Regions from separate parts of the Anas platyrhynchos genome. Here region 2 is linked to region 1. A link is a contact called in public Hi-C data. All regions are on one chromosome and are shown on one strand. Each heading gives the region's core, a stretch centred on a gene start, on an enhancer-like site or on the middle of the called end of the contact. The rest is flanking DNA. Distances are from core to core; before and after follow the strand shown.

What was found. A called contact is a pair of places that touch in the nucleus more often than the background predicts.
Region 2: a contact with region 1 is called in a Hi-C map of subcutaneous adipose tissue, with 2.7 times the contacts expected there. The contact joins two enhancer-like sites. A contact is called at or near these places in 2 of 8 Hi-C or Micro-C datasets (liver and subcutaneous adipose tissue).

What each region holds. Positions count from the first base shown.
Region 1 is chr9:1,032,148-1,038,690 of IASCAAS_PekinDuck_T2T, forward strand. It overlaps RAP2B (RAP2B, member of RAS oncogene family), which reads left to right. Exons shown (of 15, transcript XM_072042588.1): 12 at 687-786; 13 at 1,266-1,892; 14 at 4,870-4,991; 15 at 6,500-6,543. Among named protein-coding and RNA genes, the nearest start is that of ARHGEF26, 21 kb to the right of the region's middle. Within about 2 kb of position 1,769, at least 4 of the 8 cell types and tissues checked have an H3K27ac peak or open chromatin away from gene starts, as enhancers often do.
Region 2 is chr9:1,096,407-1,102,244 of IASCAAS_PekinDuck_T2T, forward strand. ARHGEF26 (Rho guanine nucleotide exchange factor 26) reads left to right here. Exons shown (of 14, transcript XM_027464549.3): 11 at 1,412-1,621. Among named protein-coding and RNA genes, the nearest start is that of DHX36, 26 kb to the right of the region's middle. Within about 2 kb of position 4,110, at least 3 of the 8 cell types and tissues checked have an H3K27ac peak or open chromatin away from gene starts, as enhancers often do.

The sequences.
Region 1 (6,543 bases), core at 519-3,018:
GCCTGCACCAGAGGAGCAGCAGGAGGCTGTCAGTTGGATGCAGTTGTGACTGAATTTTGTGGTGTCACAATTAGGGTTTTATCTTTAAAAATCCAAGGATTACCCAGCTGTTATATGGTGCAGGAGTGACTGCTTGGGTCTTGGTCTTTAATTAAGCAGAAAGAAGAGCACAGAATTTGAGGAGAGCCCACATTTGTACCCCACACAGAAGTGTGCTCAGTCCTTAACTCTGGCAAACCTGGCAAACACGTAAAGAACTGAAAAATTCCCTGTCTTTGGGTATTTCTGAATCCTGTATCCCAAGAGTCATTTGTGCAATTAATTGTTCCAGACAGACATCAATAGGAGATTTAGTTTTTTGTTTACCAGTGTTCTGTGCTACATAATACCCTAAGCAAACCCTGATCCAGTGTGAATTGCAGTTTCACTGAAGACAATGGTACAATAGGTATTTATATTACAAATGAGATTTTGTTGCTATGATTGCCACTTCTTCAAATACCCATATAATCTTAGTGGGGGAAAAAACCAAACAAACAACAAAAAAAAAACCAGCCCAGTAGAATGTGAATGTGTAATTTTCTAAGACAGATTATACTCAGATGTCACCATAGTACTTAGAATTAAGAGTTATGTATTTTTGTTTCATTTTGCTGGTGATTTAATCTCCTCCTGTGCTTTTATAGTGCATCCTTGTAACTGAAAGCCAGGGATAAGAAGCTTGTGTTCTTGCAGAAGTCCCACGGCAGAACTGTGTTTCAGGACACCAAGATCTGGGAATACCAGGTAAGAGTAAAGGCTTGACACCATTCCGTGTAGCTATCTCAGAGGAGAATGAGCTAGAATAAAGTGAAACATTTATTTCCTAGATAGAATACAAGGGAATGTTAGTTTATATCTTGTGCTTTGATCAGATTTTGAAAAACACATCAGGAGCTTAATTCCAAATAAAGAATGAGAGATGTTCCAGACAAAGTTAATTTTTACTTCCGAGTTATTGTTTTGAGTGATGATAATAAACAACCTTCTGTTTTGACATTCTTTTGGCAATGTCACAGAATCAGAATATCTCTAATCTGCATTTTCCTTGAAGATTATGAAAATCTGATACCTTGGGTATATATAGAGTAAATCAACTCATTGCACTCATGTTTCAAGATCTAACTTTCATTCCAAGTTCATATTTCTATGTATATATTTCAAAAGATTATATGTGAAAATGGCTTTGGCACTAGGATTAGCAGGTTTTTAATTTGTTTTCACAGGTCTCCATACAAATGTGGCAGCAGGAATAAAAACTCAGGATGGAATACAAAATGAATGGAAGCAACCCCTAGGACAGGATGAAGCTGAACTCCATCCTGCTCTCCCCTCACCGATACATTCCTGTCCCCACAAGATCAGAGTTCTTCACGGTCGGTAGGGTATTCATCTGCACAGACAGCTGAGATATTCAGTTACTCATTTACAGAACTGAAGTCTAGGGGCAGGCAGGAAACACAGAACTGAGCAGAAGCCCGAGGTTCTGTATGGGCAAGTGGCAAATTCCAGAGATAAACTGCACGAAGCACAATAATTCACGGGCATGCCCCGTGCTCCTGTATTTATCTATGTTGTCAGTTTTGCCTTCTAGGTCCATCCTCCTGTTTGTATCTTTCTTGCAGTGTTTCCCTTACACAGCTGCAGAAGCATATTTCTGCATTACACATCTGCCAGAGCTGACCAGTCCTTTGCCAATGTCCAAAGGTCATCACTGAAGCTGACAAAAGGATCATTACTTCCTTGTTTGTGCCCAGCAGCTGGATATGAGCATTCAGCTTACAGACGGCTGTGAACCCTCCTTGCTGTCAGCCAAAAATTCTGCAAGAGTTGAGGAGTGACCCACAAGCCAGGTAACAGGTGCAGGAACTGCCACTGAGCTCCGAAGCTTCACAGAAATGCTTAGTGCTGGGAATAGCAGATAATGAATTAGCCTCCGTTTACGTGCTGGTGGCTGGGCTGTGCCTGTGCACTTTGCCCCGGGGCAGAAGGTGCAGTTTGGCTCTTCTGTCCCGAGTGGGAGTGGGCAGGATCCTGGCACCTGGCTGCTGCCCGCTGCCCCGCTCCTCCTGCTCCCCGGGACCTGTGAGCGTGGGCATGGCGCAGCTTGGCCTCGGGCCTCGGGTGTGCCTCCAGGAGGAGGAACGGGCTGCAGGGCAATGCCAAACTCCATGTATGCGGCACCTGCTTCGTGCAGGGCGGGCGAGGAGCCCTGAGTCAGGCTGGTAGCTTGGCACGGCCACGCTTTGAGCCAGGGGTGTGTGTACGCTGGGTGCTGCTGGAGCTCGGCCGCCCAGGCCTGCTCCCACAGCGCGGGGCTGGCTGCTTGCACTGCCGGCCTTGGGCCATGCGTGTGGAAGTGAGATGCAGCTGAGTCAGGGAGGAGAAAGAGCCAAAGGCTTTATGATTGTTTTCTGAAGCAACAAATGCATTACCTGCAGTGCAGCATTTAGGCACTTCAAGTCCTGTTGTAGCCTTCACAGGACCTCAGAGAGAGCCTAGCAGCCGGTGCCTGCCCACTTACTGTGCCTGACACTAAAATGGAACCGTATAACCCGTGTCCCATACCAGCAGGGAAGTGAATTAAAACTTCGGATAGCACACCAACCTCTCTTACTCTCTACATGGACTCTACATGAGTGCTGGCTGTGGCTCACAGCTGTTTGAGTTGCAGTCACAACATGAAATCAGTGCTGTAGCTACAGCTGCAGAAATTCCAGAAGTTCCTGCTCCCGGTTGCCTGCAATGTAAATCAGGGCGTGAGCCCTCGGAAAATGCTGGTCTCTGTCTGCTTCATCTCAAAATGAGTGCTTACTTTGATTTAAAGACAATGTGTTTTACCCCGAGTTTATCACAAAAGGCTGGATAATTGGATGATACAAACTGGCATAGCTCCACGGATGCCAACTGGCATTTAACCCCATTTCTGCATTACTTGATGGCTGGAACCGCTGCTTTGGAGGGGCATCAGAGCACAGGGATAGCAAGGCATATGCAATGAGACATGTCATTACCTAGTGGTCAAACTACAGTACAGTATTTTAAGAAGTTTGCATTGTCCTAGCTCTTGAGTCTGGTGTGCTGGCACTAACATGGTGACTTACTGACTGTGTGTCACCTACCTGGAACTGAAACCTTTCTGTCTCCCAGAGGTACAATTGGTGGCACCTTTCCAAAAATTTCCTGGCAAAATGTGTTTGTCAGTAAGCTGCACAATCAGTGCCTTGTCACAGTCTGCGCAGATCTCCAGATGTGTTGCTTATTTTCACATCCCACAGACACACAGTGTAGTTTAACGGAGGAAGAACTGGATATATTTTTTTTTAATCTGTCATCTCTTTATCACTAGCTCTTGGTAAATGACTAGAGAATTTATGCATTGCAGATGTAGCCCCTCGGCTCCAGCGAGAAGCTTATAAATAGCATAATGCAAAAACTGCAGCCTGGCGCCAGCGCCGTGAGCTGCAGAGCCATGTGCCCTTTTCATGGAGTCTGTAGCACAAACTCCTCTTGGCCTTCTAGCACATCGCTGGGCTCATAAATATTTCTGAGGTTAAAAATAAGATAAACAGCCCTGTCTAGTGGCAATTTCAATAACTACATCAGAAGGACATTACTTCTAAAAGAATTCAGCCCCATATGTGTTGAATCAAGTGAGTTTAAAAATAGATGGTTGGCTTGCTTTTCTACATGGTAAATGCTCCAAGTACTTCTCCAGAGACCCTGGATAAACATGTGAGGCCGTACTCTGCCATTAGCTTTCTCCTAAGAGATTAGCTGCCTTTATTTAATTTTCACCCAAACCAATACAACTCCCTGATGGCTTGCCACTTCTCAAGCTGTGGCTGTATCTAACGCCTCCCCTTGGACATACTCAGTGCCAGAGGTCCAAACCTGCCTCGGGCTCCCAAGTGGAAGCTGTCTTTGTGCTGGAAGCCGTGTGGGAGCAGACTTTGCATCACTCTGGGTTCTTGTGGGTCCCGTGGTGCTCCTGGAGGTAGGTTTTACCTGCAGAAAGGGGCAGGTTCTGCTGGGATCGCCGCCTGCGCAGCTCAGGTCCTGCAGCAGCCCCACTTCAGGGCTCTCTACGGGCTGCCGTGTGTGCTGCTCTGCTGGGCCCAGCAGCACCCGGTTCTCAAGGTGAGCCTGGTGGGGACAGGGGCAATAGCATGGACGGCCCAGTGAGGATGGGAAACCCAAGGGACTTTTTCATAATTTTAAAACACCATCACCCCATAAGGCAGGCTGGCCCAGGGCTGGTGGTTTGCAGGGTGGGTGCAGCAGCGAGCAGGGACCCAGCTGCCTCCCAGCACTGGGGAAGGTGTTATCTCTGGTCTCTAGAGTTTAGCAGCCTGACACCCACCTACTTGGTCTTGCTTTTCTTGTTCTGTCACACTCAGGTGTGTGCTCATTGAGATAAGAGATTTCTGAAACCCAGAGCCAGCCCACCCTCCTGCTGCACACCTACCCACTCATCATTACCACTCTGTTTGATCTTGGAGAATGTTTCAAAGAATTCAAGAATTTTTTTGTTTGTTTGTTTTTTAATTGTATTGATTGTTGTTGTTTTTTTTTTTTTAAAAAAAAAACCTTTATCAAAATGGAAAATAGGTGTGAAGAGAGCAGAGTTAGTGAAATTATTGGTATTATAATTGATTTGTATACTGGTGTTTGTTGTGTATGTGCATATGCATCCGTGCATTGTACAGCCTAGATCTGAGAGTCAGACTGCCTACATTAGTTGTGGTAAATCAAAATAAGTAAGCAGAAATAATAAAGAAGTTGCGTGAGGCAAAGACTCAGCACGCTATCCTTGTCTAATGATGTCAGATTGCAGAGGATCAAAGGTCGGAGCCTGAAGGAGTGAAGGTGACCTCACTAGGAGCTGCTCAGATGTCAGGTGAAGTGCACGCCCCACAAACACCGATAGCATGTTGGTGCTGCAGCCAGAGGTAAGAGCTGAAGATGCTTGTAGACTGCAAAACAAATGGCACCGTTTTTTTATATGTTAAGCTCTCTTGAAACAAGAACTCTGCTTTTTCTAAGCAGGCAGTCTTTATTTCTTAATCTCAGGGCAAGCAGGTAGAGACAGAAATAAAGCTGTGGCTAGCTGGAAGAGTCATGTGCAGCAGAGCTTTAATGTGAAGTCTAAACTTGCATGTTTGTCTGAAGTCTCCAGTGAAGCCAACAGAATTTTATAAAAGGAATGCATTCTTGTTAAATCTGTCTCCTCCCTTGCAACACCTCCAGTCAGAGCCTGCAGCCTTGACTTGCTTTTTGCATAAGCAAAGGCTGAAGATAAGGAGAGAGAAGCAATAATAGAAACCTGCAGTTTGCAAAGTGCCCTGCCCAGAAAGAATTCAGGACTTTGATTCAACTGCTGTCTCTGGACTATTGCTTTATCTGAGTTCTGTGTAAGCGCTTTTCTTTGTGCCCCATCTCTTTGTTGCCTTTCTCTGCCATATACCAGACTGAATCTGGTGAATTAGGTTTTTCAGTTATTTTTGTCCGATGTTTTTTAAGCTGCAAGTCCTGGATCATGTCTCCTATTTCTCATTCTCCCCTTGAGCTGGGTTTTCTTTCTTACATCTCCTTTTATAAGTTCTGACTCAATTCACTCTCTTTGTGTGGTGTTGGCATCTCCCATCACGACTGCCTGCCAATTCCTTGCAAGCCCCGTGTCATCTCTTCCACGCACTGTGGTTCTTGGCTGCCTGCCGAGTCTCAGACTTCACACTTCAGGATTTCTAGGATCTGCCCTCTTGAGAATTTTTTTTTTTTTTTTTTATTTCCTCTCCCTTTTAATATTTAAAATGGTTTCTCCTCTGGCCCTGAGTTGAACTCTCTCCAGGCACAAGGCAAATCAGACTGCTCTGCAGCCTGAGGTGGAGCACACTGAGCTCAGTAGGGCAGCACAGAGGGCAGGTGCCGTGTGCTCCTGGGGCCATATTCAACGCATGAGGGTCTCTCAGCTGCTGCTCTGAACAGCAAGATCTGTGGGTAACCCAGCATGCAAAGTTTTAATATGCTCCCAAGATTGATAGATGCTAAAAATTCCATTTGGTGACAAACTGAGGGAAGGCAACAGTTGGCAGGAAGCATTATCCTGTCAGTTTTAACTTGTTCTTCCTATTCGCTGTAAAGGGTGTTTCCTACATACAATTGTGCAAAATTGAATAAGAAAAGCAAGCTAATTTGGAGGGGAGAACAAATTATTAAATGTGGTTGTATATAAACCAGCTTCTCTTACAAATTTATTTCTAAGGCTTTCTCGAAGTTGCTTGCTCTTTTGAAATTGTGTTGCTGGTTTTGTGGCTCCATTTAGTACCAAACGGCTACTTTGCCTGCTTTTTTATGAAACAAACTGTGTATGTCAATCACATATAAAACAAACTTGCACGTGTTAACGTTAAATGGTCACAATTGCTTTCTCATACTCTGTCTTGATCTCTGTGGGAAGCAGGCACACAAAGAGATGAAGACTGTGGATCTGGAGATACACAC
Region 2 (5,838 bases), core at 2,860-5,359, 67 kb after region 1:
ACCTGGAAGCTTACACTGTAACAACACTCTGCTAAAAAAGGGACACACAGGTAGCTCTGAACTTAACAAAAGTCAGGTTCTTCCTTTTTTCCAGCATGCCATTTTGAAGAGGTGGTTGCATGTTCTGGACAGTAATGCTGAGTTGTCTGTGAGCTGGCTCTGCACTCTGCGAAGCTCAAGGGAGCTCCAGAATTAATGAAGTCCTGTTGTGTCCAACTAAAGTAACACTGCTTACTGAGCTATTCGTAACATCTACCAGCAAAGTCCTGAGATCTTTTAGAAGATTTCAGATGACTTGCAAAGAGATGTATGTTTTTGTATGAGGATACATTTATTGAATACTCTTCTCTCCCATAATATCCCCTAAGGACACCACTATAACCCCATCTGTTTTCATGGCTCTATGGCTTGTCAGCTCCTGAGATTGCCTTGACATTGGAATGCAGCTGGACCCCATACACTGGAAATCACCCAAAGGTTAAATACTACTTGGGAATGTTACCTGTTCACAGCTGCTTGAAAAAATATGCGTTTTTAGCCAAGATGCCAGGAATGATTTTGTAACTAAAGTAATCATACAAAAAAAAGTGATTAAAAATTGCTGAGGATTTATAAAGGACATTTACTGCTTTTTTTTTTTTTTTTTAAATATATATACATGTGATAAGGGAAATAGGGAGAATCACCACATGCTTTCTGTTAAAGAATAGGTGGCCTAGGACTGGTGTCTGGTCTTCATAAAAGTGCCTCCACGATGTGCAGGCCTTCCTTGCGAGGGGATGTAAAGTAGCCCTGTTGCTCTGTGTTCTGAGTCAAAATAAGAGTTTGGCAAAAAGTTCAGCCATAAACTGAAGGTGCACGTCAGTGCGTCTGTGTTAGCTGATTACTGTCGTTTTAAAAAATGTGTTAAATGTCCCTCCTGTTACTGCACTGCCTGGTGGGAAGATTTCATCCCCATTTACGTCCATCTGCTTGCTCTGGCTGCAGTGCCTCCAGCCCTCAACCAGCCGTACCTGTGCACTGCTGGTCAGGAGAAGTCTGTGGGCCTCCTGGAGAGCACAGGGGTAGAAAGATAAAGACTCCTCAGGAGTTCAAAGCAGGCTGTTCTGTTGAATGGAGATAAGAGGAATTTGTAGAGGTTTATCTCAGGTGATTAATTAGTTAGGAATGCATTCGTTATTTACTATGCAAATGTATGCACTACTTTTCTTTCTTTTTAGGTTCAGGATCCCAATGACTACAGCATCCCTAGCTGGTTTTGCTAGTTCTGTCCTTGGCTAGGCAGCAATTGCTGCGTAAAAGTTGTTTAAAAACGGAACTGACTTCTTAAAAACAAACAAGGAAGGGGAAATCACACACCTGGTGGAAAACTAAGCATTTTAATGTTGTGTTTTTCTCCTTTGTTTTACAGTGAAGAGAGTTACAATGTCACAGATTATTCTTTAAGGGATCAGCTCGTGGTACAACAGTGTGACAGTGAGGACCTGACCTCTTCTCCTGTAAAGAACACTTCAGCTATGCTGTACTCGCGGCAGAGCGCTACAGTGTACCTCTTCAGATTGGCAGTCCTCAGTAACCACGCAGGAGAGAAGGTGGAGATGCTCTTGGGAACAGACACTCAGTAAGTAAATAGTTATAACTTCTGTAATTTTTCACCCGATCATCTCAACAGGTTGTTGTTGATATCTGATCAGCAGTGACCGAGGAAGGATTACATTAAAAATGACCCCGTATTTATCACGGGCCACGCTGGCGTCCTGTTCAGCAACGCTGGAGAGTTTGTTGTTCCACCTGCTGACTGCTGTGATTTGCACTGTTTTTATTCCATTAAGTGTGCACTTCCGAAGCTAGGCAAGGTAACAGAACAAGCCTTTCTGTTTTTTTAATGATTGACAGAGAAGAAGAATGTGCAGCTTGTGTAAGATCCTAGATAGAGGAATAAATATTTACTGGAATAAAATAGAGCCTCTCCAAACCTGGTTCAGTTTCTCATGGATAATCGTGTCATGACAGGGCTCAGGGGTTTGAAGTCCCTGTCATGTTATTGTCATTCTCTTTTCTTGATGTCATGTTGTAGGGATAATAGCAAATTGAGTACACACGCTAAAATTATGTAAACTGAAGTATCTGTTACTAGGTGCTATTGTTCTAGGTCTACAGACCAAGAATTAACTGTGCTTCTGCCTCAGAGACTGCCAGCTCCCTAGCCAGTGAGTAATGGCGTGGCCGTGCCTTGCAGTGTGTTACATTAATACCATTAGGATAAGTAAATTGAGAGCCCATTAGAGGGTAGAATAGAAAGGAGAGATGACAAAGCTCCACTTGTATGTTGTACGGTGTGGTCTGAAATAGAGTTCTCATCACAAAGCCACATCTGACTTTCTGCAAACATTTTGCTGCCTCTTCCAAACCTGCAGCCAAATGGATAAGTACAAAGCTGGTGGTGCTGTTTTTTCCCCAAGTAATGCAGCAAGGAACAAAAAAAGGAACTAAAAAATACATTGAGGTAATGCAGAGGAGTCCATGGTGATGCAAGGTACAGTGAACTACAGTCGTGCATTGCTTCAAGGTGCTGAAAGATTATCTGTGATAGCTTTGCGTAAAAATGCTTCTCATAAACAGGAACCAAAAACCTTAGGTTTAACACTTCTTATTTTTGCAAAAAAAAAAAAAAGGAGAACTGACATGACCATTCCTAAACAGTAAAGGCTTTTTGTTGCATGTTAGTTGGAGAGGGTTTTCATCAGAGGGAAGGTGTGTAAGTCAGTGTAATGTTGCTGAAGACAGCAGAGTATCTGAAGGGTAATCCAGGCTGAAGATAATAATAATGCTGGATTTCTGAATCCCTTCTGGTGGTTATTGGTGAGGCAAACATGCCAGGGCTGCAGGACAGGGATTTACGGGGGATTGGAGGGGGGAGCGTGGGGAGAAGCTTTTATGTACAAAATTAAAGGTGGTGTTTTCCAAACTGAGCTTAAAATGCAACCCTTCTGATTCGGGCAAAGAGCAGACTACAGGCTGTCAGTGCTCTCATTTGCAGTCCTCACTTAGCGTCAAGATAATTAGCTCATTCTAATTAAGCCAAATCTAGTGAAAGTTAATTATTGTTCTATTTGCTGCTTACAGTAGGATGACCTCAGGCTTTAGTGGCGGGTAATGTAGTTTAAAATTACTTTAAAGACGGAGTAAGCAGTGTAGCTGCCATTAACCTTTCACCTTGCCCTGGATGCGTTTTTCCCGTGCGAGGTTCAGAGGCTCCCAGGCACAGCCCCTCAGGACCCGGCTGTCTTTGGAGCTTACAGAGAGGGTCTGACTGGCACAGCTCCGGGTCTTGGCCACTCTTGGTGTTAAGGTGCTGTCTCTATTAAGCATCACAATACCTCTGTAGCTACGTGACTTGTGTGTGGCATAGCTCAACTTCTCTGCGTAACGTTTCCAACCTGCGTTGCCTGCATACACTCCCAGTTTAAATTGTGAAGTGCTCAGTTTCTGGAGCAGTTTCATTTGAGCTTCTCTAAGTCTCTGGATCATTGTTGAGATCCCAGAGACGACTGTGGACAATGAAGGTTAGTTACCCAAATACTACAAACATGACAACGCTCTGAGATGTGGCTGGGGCTTTGGGTGGCCCTGTGTGGACCAGGAGCTGGGCTCGGTGACCCTTGTTGGGTCCCTTCCAACTGGGATGCTCTGTGGTTCTGCTTCCACTTGAACTACAAATGGGGCTGAGTTATCGCTGTTGGTTGTCGTAGCATAAGTACATGATAGGTCAAATACTTCTCTAATATTTTCTTCTGAGTGCTGGAAGTTGAGCAGTGGGTTTTCTGCCTTGCTTGCCTGTTAGCAGAGAACTTCCCTCAAATAATCACTGGGGCCAGGGGGTAAGTGCCTGAAGTAAAGTGGAGAGCAACGAGTGTCCTGTGGTTGCAAGCAGTCTGTACACCTGCCTTCTGCAGGGCGCTTGGATGTGCAGCTGCCTCTCCAGGACTTACCGCTGCAAGTGGCAGCAAACACTGACCGGAGTGCGTTGGGTCCGGTGCTGAGCGGTGCTGTCCCGGGGCAGCTTTGTGAATCCTGTACCAGAGCGGAAACTGCAGGACGGGATGGAGGAGGAGTTTGGCACTGCCGCGGGGAAGCTGCGCTGGATAGAGGTGGTCCTTGTTCTCCTGGGGCAGTGCTGGAGTGCTCTGCTTTAGAAAAGGGCAACAAGCAGCGTCTTGTTCTTGCGGGTGCGAGTCTCGGAGAGGCCATCGCTTCTGTGTGGTGCCATTAACATCCACACAGCCCTTCACAGAAGTGAAAGATGGTATCTGTTCCGCGGAGGCTGGGGGCGGGACACAAGACATGAAACAGAACGCTCCAGACGCATCCCAGCCTGGAAAAACTTACAGTTTTAGGTTTGCTTTCAAAGTTTAGAATAACTCTGAAAGAAACTATAGATCGTTAATGATTCCTATTAAAGATCTTATTATAAAGTAAGCAGATGATTCAGACTTGCTTGGAAATGCGATTTTATTGGGAAAAAAATGAAGCACATTTTTAGTTGTCTGGGCTTTTTATAAAAAGACATTTTGTTCTACAGAATATTACTGCTTGCCTATATAAGGTTTGTGATATAAATAGCAGTCCATCAGATTATCTTTCAAGGGAAAAAGTCTCTGACAATACCTCCTTGATTTGAAAACTTTTAATAGAGCGTTGCCGTGTGTGGTGTGCTCAGGGCTCCGACAATCCCAACTTTTTGTAACTTGAGGCAAGCGCGATGGGGAGGGCAGCGGCAGGAGGAGGGCCCAGCTGGACGCTTCAGAGCGCTCACTGATCGGAGCGATGCATGTTCAAAGCAAAACGTTTGTGTTGACTACGATTTCCAGCGCAGTTTGATCGCGTTGTGTCACTTTGTGTGGCTCGTGGTTCCCAGGTACAGCAGTAGAGGCGCAGGGTCCGGAGCGTTGTGGTGGTGGGGCACGGCCGGCAGCTGAGGGTGGCATCAGGGGAAGGCTCCTCACAAACCTCATGTGTCTTTCGTGGCCTGTTCCCACCGAATTACAGCTCTGGAGCAGCTGTAATTGTGCCTGCTGCTGGAGGTGGAGGGTTAAATTACAGGGTCACTTAGCATTAGATGATCCACTGGCGCTGGCATCTTTTTGTGTTTGTCTCCCGGTCTGTCTGTTTACACAAGTAACATCGATTCCCTTGAAAAATACACGGAAAGCTATGGAAGGACAAAGGCTTTTTTGGTCAGAGGTTGGACTCGAGGATCTTGAGGTGTCTTCCAACCTAGACAACTCTGTGATTCTGTGATTCCCTAGTCTGGCTGAGAGCTGTGGTTTTTTGGACTGGATTTTTCATATTCATGCTTAACACTGCCTTCTGGGGAGAGGGTGACTTCAGTGGGAGTAAAGTTGTTTTGTGTTCACCAACTATCTGGTGTACGTGGATTTATGAAGAAACACATACTTAGATAGGAAGGCAGTCTGGTATTATCCCATTTTTTAAGAGTTGTTTGAAAGGAAATGTAATTTTCTTATTAAGACTGGTTATAGGAAAATACGGATCTGTAAATAACATGTTTCTAAAAATAAGAACAAAATTAAGGTTGTGCAAAATTGTATATGTTTTCTTACTGTGGTTGAGACACAAGTTTAGCACTGGTTTCAGATTTTCAAAAAATGAACAACTGCAGACGACAGATGTTACTATTTTTAGTTAAAAACTCAAGTTATCTAAAGACAAAATTTTGAAGAAGAAAATTCAAGTGGATTATTTAATTTTGTTTATATTAGTCATAAGTATTAGTCGCAGACACTAGTAGAGAAGTTTACCTGCATTACTTAAAAA